2 separate regions of the Mus musculus genome follow, and region 1 is linked to region 2. A link is a contact called in public HiChIP or PLAC-seq data. All regions are on one chromosome and are shown on one strand. The core of a region is the stretch at or near the end of the contact, and the rest is flanking DNA. Distances in the headings are between cores, read along the strand shown.

Region 1 (4,881 bases), core at 1,227-3,726, 120 kb before region 2:
CTCTATGGTGATTGCTGGTAATACAAGAGTTATGGAGCAGAGAAAGAGTGCTTTAAATGGCGTTCCTTAGCAGAGTAGAATCTAACTCCTGGATTCTGAAAACAGCAACCACTAGTTATGGATCTCTTTTACTGTACCCTCCTCCCTTTTCTCTTCTGTCCTTCCCATTGCCCTTAATTGTAGGAGGGGGGCACGGTGAACAAGACTTTCTTCTCGACACTTAGAAGGCTGAGGTTCTTCCTCTACGGTAATCTGAATAATCCAAAACTTGTCAGGCAGGCTGCAGTAAGGACATCTGGATGAATCACCTCATCCTAATGCAGGCTTAGCATCCCTCATTAAAAATTCTGAGACTGAGTGCCAACATGATCCTACAAGTAGGAGATGCTACACTCGACTCCAAGTGTCATGGTCAAATGCGGGCACGCTAGAACGATCATATAACCAGCCTTTAGGATATGGGAAGAAATGAAATGAAACATAAATGAATTTTCTGTTTAGACTCGGGTCCCTTCCCTTACATACCACATTGAAACCTCTAATGTCACAAACACTAGAGTCCCAAGCCGTCTGGATGAGGGATGTTCAGCTTGTAACATGGAAGCCGCCTGTGACCAGCTAAGTCCTTGCAGTAGTTCTGTTGCCAGGCTTAACACATTTAGAAGTTAAGAGGATCTGACCTAAGCTTAAGAGATTAGTCTATATATCCTGGACAATTAGTAAATTCCCAGTAATCATTAAGTCTTGTCATTTGAACAAACCATAGACACTTTTAATGGAGCCATTTCAGCGAGGCTGAGAAATGTCTGTTTCCTAAAGGTGTCAGGTAAGCAGGGGGTGTGGGAGAAGCGAGCAGGTTCTCTCAAAGTCAGCGGAAACCACTTACCCAGGGTTTTCCTTATCAGGTAGAGCTGATCCACGTCAGATTTTCCTGGCCATAGAGGCACTCCGGACAGTAACTCAGCAAACACACAGCCAATTGCCCAGACATCTACAGGGGGACCATACTGCGTGTCTCCCACTAGCAGCTCGGGTGAGCGGTACCACCGGGTGGCCACGTAGTCCGTGTAGTAGTCACCTGGTCCAGCTGGCCGGTGCAGAAACGTGGAAAACAGATCAGTGGAAGCCCGGAGTCAAAACTGAGCAGGGAAAAACCTAAGAAATGAAGCTTTTCCGAATCACCATTCTCAGTGCTAGCTGCTGGTTGTCATCACTTGGCTGTAGGATGTTTTAAATTACTGATACTTGGGCTTCCTCCCGGCCCAATTAATCCGAACACTTGGAGAGGGCCCAAGGCTACCCGCATACTTTTTAAAAGTTCCTTGGGTGTTAATCTATAGCCAAGATTAAAAGGCATTCATCTGAAGTATTAATTCTGGTAAGTATTGTTTGGGGGGTTGGAGAAGGCAGGAGATTAGCAGGCTTTATAATAACTTTTGTGCTACAATTTACATATAGCATACATATCTAAATTGTTGTGTATTTATACATTTTTCAAGTTATATTTCATTACAAGATTTGGCAGGAACCGTAATTTGTTGCAAGATTATTCCCGGGGCAGAATACAAGAACCAGCTTTCTGTAGTATGGAAACCAGCTGTCCCAGCAAGAATGTTCCTTTTACATTGAAGAAGCCGTGGGTACTCACTGAGAAGCCGTGCGAACCCAAAGTCACAGAGCTTAATGGCTGACTGTTTGGTGATGAGAATATTTTCCGGCTTCACGTCTCTGTGTATGCACTGGTTAGAAACAAACAAACAAACAAAACAAAATGTCATGAAGGTGCAACTCTAATATCTGCCACGAGTAAAGGGCTGGAATATTTAGCAGATATTGGATATATCAGTTTAATCTGCCATTGACCTGTTGGATACTAAAACAGCAGACTAAAATAAACCTAGTTCCATACCTACAGACAGAATCATTTCAAATTCTTGAGTGGCCACAAAAACCAAGAAGTGTGATAGGAAAAATGACTGTCAAGAGCCAGACTCAGCAAATAAAAACACGTGAGATACCTAGTTACGTTTGGATTTCAGATAAACGACTTTTTTTTTCAGTGCTGGGCATCAGTCCAGAACCTTAGCCGAGCACGCCACCTGACCTCCACCTCCAACCCAACTAAAATGTTAAGTATATCTCAAACAGTCTGCATTAGAAAAAGGAACTTTATATTTAACTAGGCATCACCCCTAACCTGCCTGCTGTCTATGAAGGGGGAAAGGACCGAAAGGCTTTGAGGCTTCAGCCTGTGGCAAGAACGACAGACAGATTGGAGCAGAAGCCCGGTTCACTGGAAGGCGGCTTGCTCGCTCGGTAAACAAGACAAGCCCTGGGCCTGCTGAGATAAGCTGGGAGAGAGAGGGCTGGAAGCTCGTGTGCCTGCCAAAAGATCGCCCTTCCAGCTCTGACATTTGTCCTGACAAGATAAACAAGAGCTGGCTGCGGCCTCGCCGTCCGGGGTGCGTCGTGGTCGCTAGGTGTCAGCTCTGTCCCACAGCACAGAGGAGCCCAGCGGGAGACTCTTGCATCCTGCCTCACCCGCTGGTATCAAGCTACATTCTTTAAGAGGGTGAAGCCACTACCAAGAGGAGCGCTTGAGGACTCCCACGGGACTTTCTTATTAAATGACAATGTCTTTGATAGATAGACAGATAAATAAATAAATAAATAAATAAATAAAATCTCTTAAGTCAACAACTTTTAATCAACGGTTAACATTTAAAATTGAGTTGGGACAAAATATTACTCCGGGTTCTTTGTGACCCCTCCCTTTTCCCAAGGGTTTTCCTCTCTGCTGGGAAACGCTGGGTCTTTCTGCCGCCCCAGTGACTGTTGGCCTGGAGCCTGCAACTCTTGAGGGTTCCTTGACCCCAGAATCCGGAAAGAGGACAGAGGCTCTTCGTGGGCGCAGCAATTCCCACTCCAAGGGACTTTTAGGGCGAGAGAGCAACGTTAGTGTTTCCCATCAGCATTATTATTCTGGAAAAAAAAAATGGAGGCGGGGTGGGGTGGATAAATTACCTTATAACCTACCTATCTGGTTCTCAGTAATCGATGGCCCTGGGCTCTGAAGTCTTTCACCAGCCATTTTGCATTTTGCTATAAATAGGTCCTTCCATGAATGTCGTGATGACATATGGGCAGAAGGACTCAGAAACAAGAATGTGCTCCACCCCCCCCCCCTTTGTTTGGGAATTCTTTCCAAGCTCAGCACCCTCCCCCCATCAGCCCCCCCCCCCCCCAGCACGTGGAGCCCAGCAGCGTCTGCGGCTCTCCAGAGAGCTGTGGTATGCACTGTATTTATCTTCACTTTCCTCAGATCTCCCCCACCAGGGCTGGCTGGCGAGCTTTCTCGTTCTTTCTGCCCCCTCCTCTCCCCTTCCCTCTGTATCCTCCAGCCCCACTATCTGTCCTGCCACCCTTATGCTGAAACTTGTTTGTTGGGAAAGTGCTAATCACCGATCAAAGCGTCTAGCATCCACTCGTCCTGCCTTAAAATGACTGTTTTCACTGTAAGGAGTCAAACCCAAGGCTTCATGCAGGCAAGGCAAGAGGTCTAACCATGGAGCGACACTCCAGCTCTGATAAGGATTCTAGGCTTCCGATAATGAAAGCCAAAATAATGACTGTTCCCGTGTTTTCTCCTTGTAAGCAGCTTCAGGAAAACTTACTTGGGGCAAGCTCAGAGGGGATTTAACCCCTCGGGCCTGGGTGACCAATAACTGGAGTCCAGTGAAACTCTAAAATTCCCTTCTGGGATTTTGAGTGTTTTTAGTGGTTGGACTCTGATTCCACCCCCCCACACACACACCTTTTTCTTTTCTGCTATATTGATTAATTGGTTGGTTGATTGATCGCAGTACTGGGAATCAAACTCAAGGGCTCATTCATTCTGAGTACTTGACCACACAACTGGGAGCCAGCCCAGGAAGCTGGCTTCCATGTGTAGAAAGGGGGCAGCTCTGTGTGGGGTGAGAGAGGAGAGCAGATTTTTCAGCATCTATGAAGCCATGTCACATGGGCAGTCTCCTACAGTGGCTCCCCCCGCACCCCCCCCCCCGCACCCGGCCCCCCGCCCTCCCCCCAGTCCAGCTGTGGCAAAAAGGACCAGACGCCCATTTAACACTCCTATCTCACCAGGGCAGACACTAGGACTTGGCGCCTAGGACTCCACCCATTGTAACTGCAGCAAGCATCTGGAGTTACCTCTTCCAGTTCAAAGTCTTTTGGGGAAACCAATCCAATAATACAGACTCTCTAAGTAAATGGGGTTCCTTCTTCCTCACATTTTACAAATTAAAAACAAAAACCAAAAACAAAAAACGACTAGTTTTTTTAAAATGATTTTTATAATGTATGTTTCCATAAGATCTGCCATCTTTAAGTTCCTTACTCCCCTCCGCCCCCAGGCTTAGGAAGATTTTCATGGAAAAAAACGTATACCCACAAAGGTGGGGTATGAACTTTGAATAAGGCTCGGTTTTGGCTCAAGAGAAGAAGCCACCTGGGTGTTCAAAGGGGGTCGGGACACTTACGTTATGTTTATGGCAGAAATTTACAGCCTGCAGTGTCTGCCAAGTTATGTTCTTCACGAGAGGCTCTGGTACCCTAATAAAAACAAAAGAAACAGCACAAACACATTCTTCACTCTAGCCATGGACCTCAGCTCAAGAAACCCAATCCAGACGGGGGCAGGCTTTGGGACTGAAAAATCCCGGGAGACACAGCCTCCTCTGGATCCACAGGCCATCAGCCCACAAATCCAGTGTTGAGAATGTGTGACCAGCATGCTGCTGAGTTGTGGGGAAAGCAGGTTAACAAAAATACAAACTTGGATTTTAAAAACAAAACAAAACAAAAAACAGGGAGGAACAGTGA
Region 2 (4,986 bases), core at 880-3,379:
AATATACGGAAAACACACACACACACACACGGCCAGAAACCTTCCAGCATGTGTAAAATTCACCTTGAAGGATGGGATAAAATCCAGATTAAATTCTTTCCTCATCAGCCTGTAGCTAATGGAGGACTGGCCACTCAAGTGTTCGTACGCCAGCACCTTTCCTGACTGTCACTCTTTGTCTAGGACAACTCCCAAACCCTTCACTGGAATTCTATAGACAACAGGAAAGCAGCTATGGACAGAGTGAAGTTCCTTACCGGGAAGAAGAGCGGAAGGATAAGGGCAACAAGAACACTAGAGAGTCGCACATAACCACAGAAGGCAGGTAAGCCTCAAGTTAAGGCAAGGCTGTAAGACACACACGGTTAACACAGGAGACACTGCCTGACACAATTCCAGCCACAAACTAGCTTCAGGATAGCCCTTATCCCAAGTCTTGTTGGTATCTCAAGGCTGGGTAAGTGTGTAGTCCGAAAGCCTGACATTTGGAAGGCGCTCTACCGACCTGTGAATACAGAGAACACAGTACTCCAACTTCCTGTCACTGGAACATAACACTGAAAGTAGACTGAACCACTTTGGTTTTGCTCTTGTTGATTCATTGTTACTTTTATTTTCACAAACTAAAAAAAAAAATTGGCAAAAAAGCTATACAACTATCATAGAGTAAGATCTTGCTGTAAAAAAAAATTATAATGTCAGCCAACATGGTACTCCTCTGTCACCTTCCTACGGTAACCATGCTGACAGTTTCCAGTGTGTGCCTCCAGGCTTTGGATTAGGTTGGGTGGTTTTCTGTTTTGTTTTTTTTTTTTTTAAAGATTTACTTTTATTTTCTGTGCATGGGGTTCGCCTCACATATGGCTTACACCACCCACAGGCCTGGTGCTCACAGATATGAGAAGGACTCAGATCCTTGGAGCTGGACTGACATGTAGCTGCGAGCTGCCATGCGGGTTCTGGGAATCAACTGCAAGCCCTGTTGAAGAAGAGCCAGTGCCCTTAAGTGCTGAGCCGGCTCGGATTAGGCAGAGTTTTAAGAGTCTACACGCAGAGACACGGACAGTGCACATTTGTCTGTTCCTTACAGAGCTAAGCACATGATACAGCAATCTCTGCTCCTAGGCATGTACCCAAGTGAACCGAAAACTTACTTCTGCACACTGATGTTTATAGCAGCCAATCCATAATAAAATAAGACAGGTGACATTCATGATGTCACTCAATAGATAAATGGGTAACTGTGGTGCATCTACTGGTAATAAAGGCAGGAGCCAACAGGCCATGAGCACAGATGGAGGAGCCTTAAATAATGTAAACCGAAGAAGTCAACCTGAAGAAGCTATCAGTATAAACACAATAAGGTATAACCCCACCCAGAATAGAGCAGGATAGGAAGAGGCAGAGCTTCGGAAATGGGAAAACAACTACAACCACAACCACAACCTCCATACCAAACCCAACCAACCACAACAAAGGCCAAAGTTAAAGATATTATCTATCAGTGGTTAGCAAGAGAAATAAAGAGGGGGCGTGTAGAGGATTCTGGGGGCCGCCAAGGTTTTCTCTGAGAGGCTGCAACACTGGAAACACATCATCATGTGCTTTTCAAAAAGCACGCGCAGCGCCAGGAGCAAACCTTTATTTAAATGGAGGTACACACAGGCCTTCCACAAAAACGCAAGGCAACAAGGTGAACTTGAATACAGGTTAGGGATAGATAAATACATTCTATGTAACTGTCTGATCAACTTTGTAACTATAAAAATGCACAAGGATTAAGTCATCTGATAAGACACTTTCCAGAATTATTACTTAAAGAATATATCTGTTCAGACACATCAATTCTTAGTGTATAAACTGATGACACGGCTGCTCCTTGATATGATTAATGGGAGGTTTTTATTACAGATGAGAAAGAGAGAAACACATACATACACACACACACAGAGAGAGAGAGAGAGAGAGAGAGAGAGAGAGAAACAGTCAACAAAGAAATAGAGAGAGAGAGAGAGAGAGAGAGAGAGAGAAACAGTCAACAAAGAAATAGAATGGCCATGGTGGGCCAGAGGGAGGCTGCAAGAGAGGGCAGATTAGCAGAGCAGAGTATGGGAGGGGCAGCGGGTTAGAGGAGAATGAAGAGCAGTGGAGAGGAAAGCACAGAGCTGGAGGGAGTTTAGGGTAGGGGAGGAGATGCTGAGAAGGGCTAGGATGCTGGCCAGCTAAGACTGAAATGAGTAATGGGTGCTCTAGAGGCTGAGGGAGCCAGGAGGCCTGTGTGGGCTTTGATATGTTCATAGACACCACAGGTAGCCAGCCATAAATCCCTTCTACCAGAGAAAAGGGAAATCACTCCTGGAGGCAGAGAACCGGTTTCACAAGTTTCTGAGGAATGCTGGCTGCTATCTACCGACAGGAATGCTCCTATACCCCAGATGTGCTCATTTCTGGATACCTGGATTGCCTTGGGGGCTTGAGGGGTGGAGTTTCATTTGGACCGGGCAGGAACCAGTATAAACACACCATTTCAACTTAATAACTAAAGTGAAAAAAGTTATGCCCAAGGACTCCTTTTTTCTCCCCAGAGTGGCTCAGAAAGAAACAGAGCTTTGGAAAATTTGAAAACAACCACGGAAACTCAGAAAAATGGTATTTTAAAATCAGTTGTACTGTGTAGAAGCCAGAGTATATGTAGTTACAAAAGTAAAAGCAAAGAGCCACAAACTACAACCGTCACCGACAGAGACACTCAAATGTCAGCTTGCACTGGGAGACGGCTTTCTGTCGTCTCTGTAGGAAAGAACTGATGGGCAAATGTTTGTACTCGGTAATTTTCCAGCTGAATTTTTAAAACAGAAAGCAGTACCAGGCTCTTTTATAATGAAAGGCAAAGAGGCTTTCAGGGGGGGGGATGCCCATGTTCACACACACAGAGACTTTTCAGATTCAATTCAAATCAAGTGATCTTCCAGACACTTAACTATGCAATTTCACAATATAACCCAAAGCAGTACTGGATTTTGGAATACTGAATTGTAAACTCCAACACTCCCCTCCAGTGTACTGTGCTTTAAACTAACACAGAGAATTTGAAGATTTTGTACTGCTTACAAAATGAAATAAATTCCCACAGCACTCTACAAAGAAATCTTAATATATTAGTTCCTATATTAGCAAGTTATTTGTATAATACGCAGACAGGCATGGTAAGCACCCAGAAATTCAATACAATGGAATTAGGATAGTTATACATCTTAGTTAATTCTTACCAGATGGCTACTCAAATTATTACATGGAAAAAGATAAATTTATCTATAAAGTCATCTTACTCCACAGTAACTTTCTTCTTGCATACTTTTAGGGTTACAAAACTTTATGAAGCCAACTGAAGGCTTTGACTTCACTTCCTCCATTTTTTAAAAAAAAAATAACTAGAAAACAGGAGTCTCAATATTCAGTAAGGTTCTCTGTGTCCAGAAAGTGTTCGGTAGGGTCATCAGGTTTCCAGACCTCAGATGGAAGAACTGGAATAACACTACAAAAATTAACAACAGAGCATCTACAAGGTTTAAAGAAAGGAATAGTAGCTGGCTTATACACAAAAGAAGTAACTAATTGTGCCTCAGGCTTTAAAGTCCTATGTCCAATTCTTTAAGGACATTATTTTTTAACGAGTTCATTCATACCACAATACTACAGAGTACTTACTGTGTGCCAGGCACTGGTACTGGTACTAGTGATGTAATAGAACCTGTACTGTAGTCTTCAGGGAGTTTTTCCTGGTAGGGGGGCTACAAAAGTAGAGGGAGAATACACTAGAGTTGTATGAACTCTCGAACATTACAAAGCCTGGGGGTGTTCTCAGCCCAGGCTCAGTGCACTGGAGAAAAGGTTTCCAAGGGGGAAATAAATCCAAAATGAGATAACAGAAGAGATTTTCCGGGTGGTGGGAAAAGGTGCCATTACCCGGTTATGCATGGCAGAGTTCTGTGCAACACTCAAGGGCAGTTGAGTGACAGGATGGACAGTTCCAAGAAGTCAGTGTCTGCCACTAACTGGTCATAATAATGGTGAGAGGTAAGGACAGTCTGAAGCTCAGGACAGACTGTTGCACTCTCTGTTTTCCTCTAGCCATTACCCACTAACTTCTAGGCTTTTTCTCTGACAGCTTAACAACTAGCCCAGGCAATTCCCTCATTATCCCCACTCGCCACCACTCCTGCGGGAGTCCAACCTTTAGCTCCACCCTCCCGACCTCTCAGTCAGGGCTCTAACTCAATTTCTGATCCTCTTAGCCCTACGTTGGTATTGTGGGGTGTGCTCCCACGCTCAGTATATACAGTGCTGAGCTCAGGGCTTTGTGTGTTCTAAGCCAAACTTTCTTATTTATTTAGAGATGAGTTCTCACTTGATGGCTCAAGCGGGCTTGGAACTCAGTGTAGGCTCAGCTGGGCTTGGGCTTGTAGTGATTCCCCCTGCCTCTGCCTCCTGAGTCTGAGGACAGTACTGTCACATCCAGTCTCTCACGCACACTCGCCTTCCCTCCCTCCCTGCTCTAATCCAACAATTCCAGAGATTCCTTCACTGCACCAAGCAAGTCCTCAGTTTGTGACATGTGCCGACTTGTACACAGTTGAACACATCTGGACTGGAGGATCCTCAGGAGAGAAGTCTGTACTTGCAGGGCTTCTCCCATTAGTAGGCAGACAAACTCACACTCTCTAGCCAAAATCTGAGCACGTGCTTTTTTTTTTTTTCCAAAAATTTTTTAACTGAAAACATATTTTTTCATATAATATGCTGATTATGGTTGGCCCTCCCCACCTTCCCAAATTGACATCCTTTCTTGTTTCCTCTCATGAGAAAACAAGTGTGTGAAAGAAAGAAAGAAAAATAAGATTAAAAAGGACAAACCCGAATAGGAAAACCCAAAGGGACAGAAAAACAAAGAGCCAAAGAAAAAGCCCAAGAAACACACAGACACAC

The links. HiChIP or PLAC-seq counts read pairs in DNA pulled down with a chosen protein or histone mark.
Region 1: a contact with region 2 is called in an H3K4me3 HiChIP or PLAC-seq map of fetal liver, with 4 times the contacts expected there. The contact joins two enhancer-like sites. A contact is called at or near these places in 3 of 39 promoter capture datasets (the C10 cell line, liver and pre-B cells), 2 of 15 datasets of contacts at CTCF or cohesin (CD8 T cells and the NIH/3T3 cell line), 28 of 484 Hi-C or Micro-C datasets (the C2C12 cell line, the G1E-ER4 cell line, the MC3T3-E1 cell line and 17 more), 20 of 115 datasets of contacts at active chromatin or transcription factors (craniofacial prominence, embryonic basal ganglia, embryonic fibroblasts and 12 more) and 4 of 9 other capture datasets (adipose tissue, embryonic stem cells, liver and 1 more).

The regions. Positions count from the first base shown.
Region 1 is chr12:69,755,560-69,760,440 of GRCm38.p6, forward strand. It overlaps Cdkl1 (cyclin-dependent kinase-like 1 (CDC2-related kinase)), which reads right to left. Exons shown (of 10, transcript NM_183294.2): 4 at 4,539-4,611; 5 at 1,649-1,739; 6 at 887-1,087. Among named protein-coding and RNA genes, the nearest start is that of Mir681, 5.9 kb to the right of the region's middle. RefSeq lists an enhancer at 1,850-3,703. Within about 2 kb of position 2,477, at least 124 of the 459 cell types and tissues checked have an H3K27ac peak or open chromatin away from gene starts, as enhancers often do. A contact at or near this core is called in adipose tissue, craniofacial prominence, differentiating embryonic stem cells and 9 more, where this site is marked.
Region 2 is chr12:69,877,127-69,882,112 of GRCm38.p6, forward strand. The region is part of intron 1 of Map4k5 (mitogen-activated protein kinase kinase kinase kinase 5); the gene reads right to left. Among named protein-coding and RNA genes, the nearest start is that of Atl1, 13 kb to the right of the region's middle. Within about 2 kb of position 2,130, at least 123 of the 459 cell types and tissues checked have an H3K27ac peak or open chromatin away from gene starts, as enhancers often do. A contact at or near this core is called in adipose tissue, craniofacial prominence, differentiating embryonic stem cells and 9 more, where this site is marked.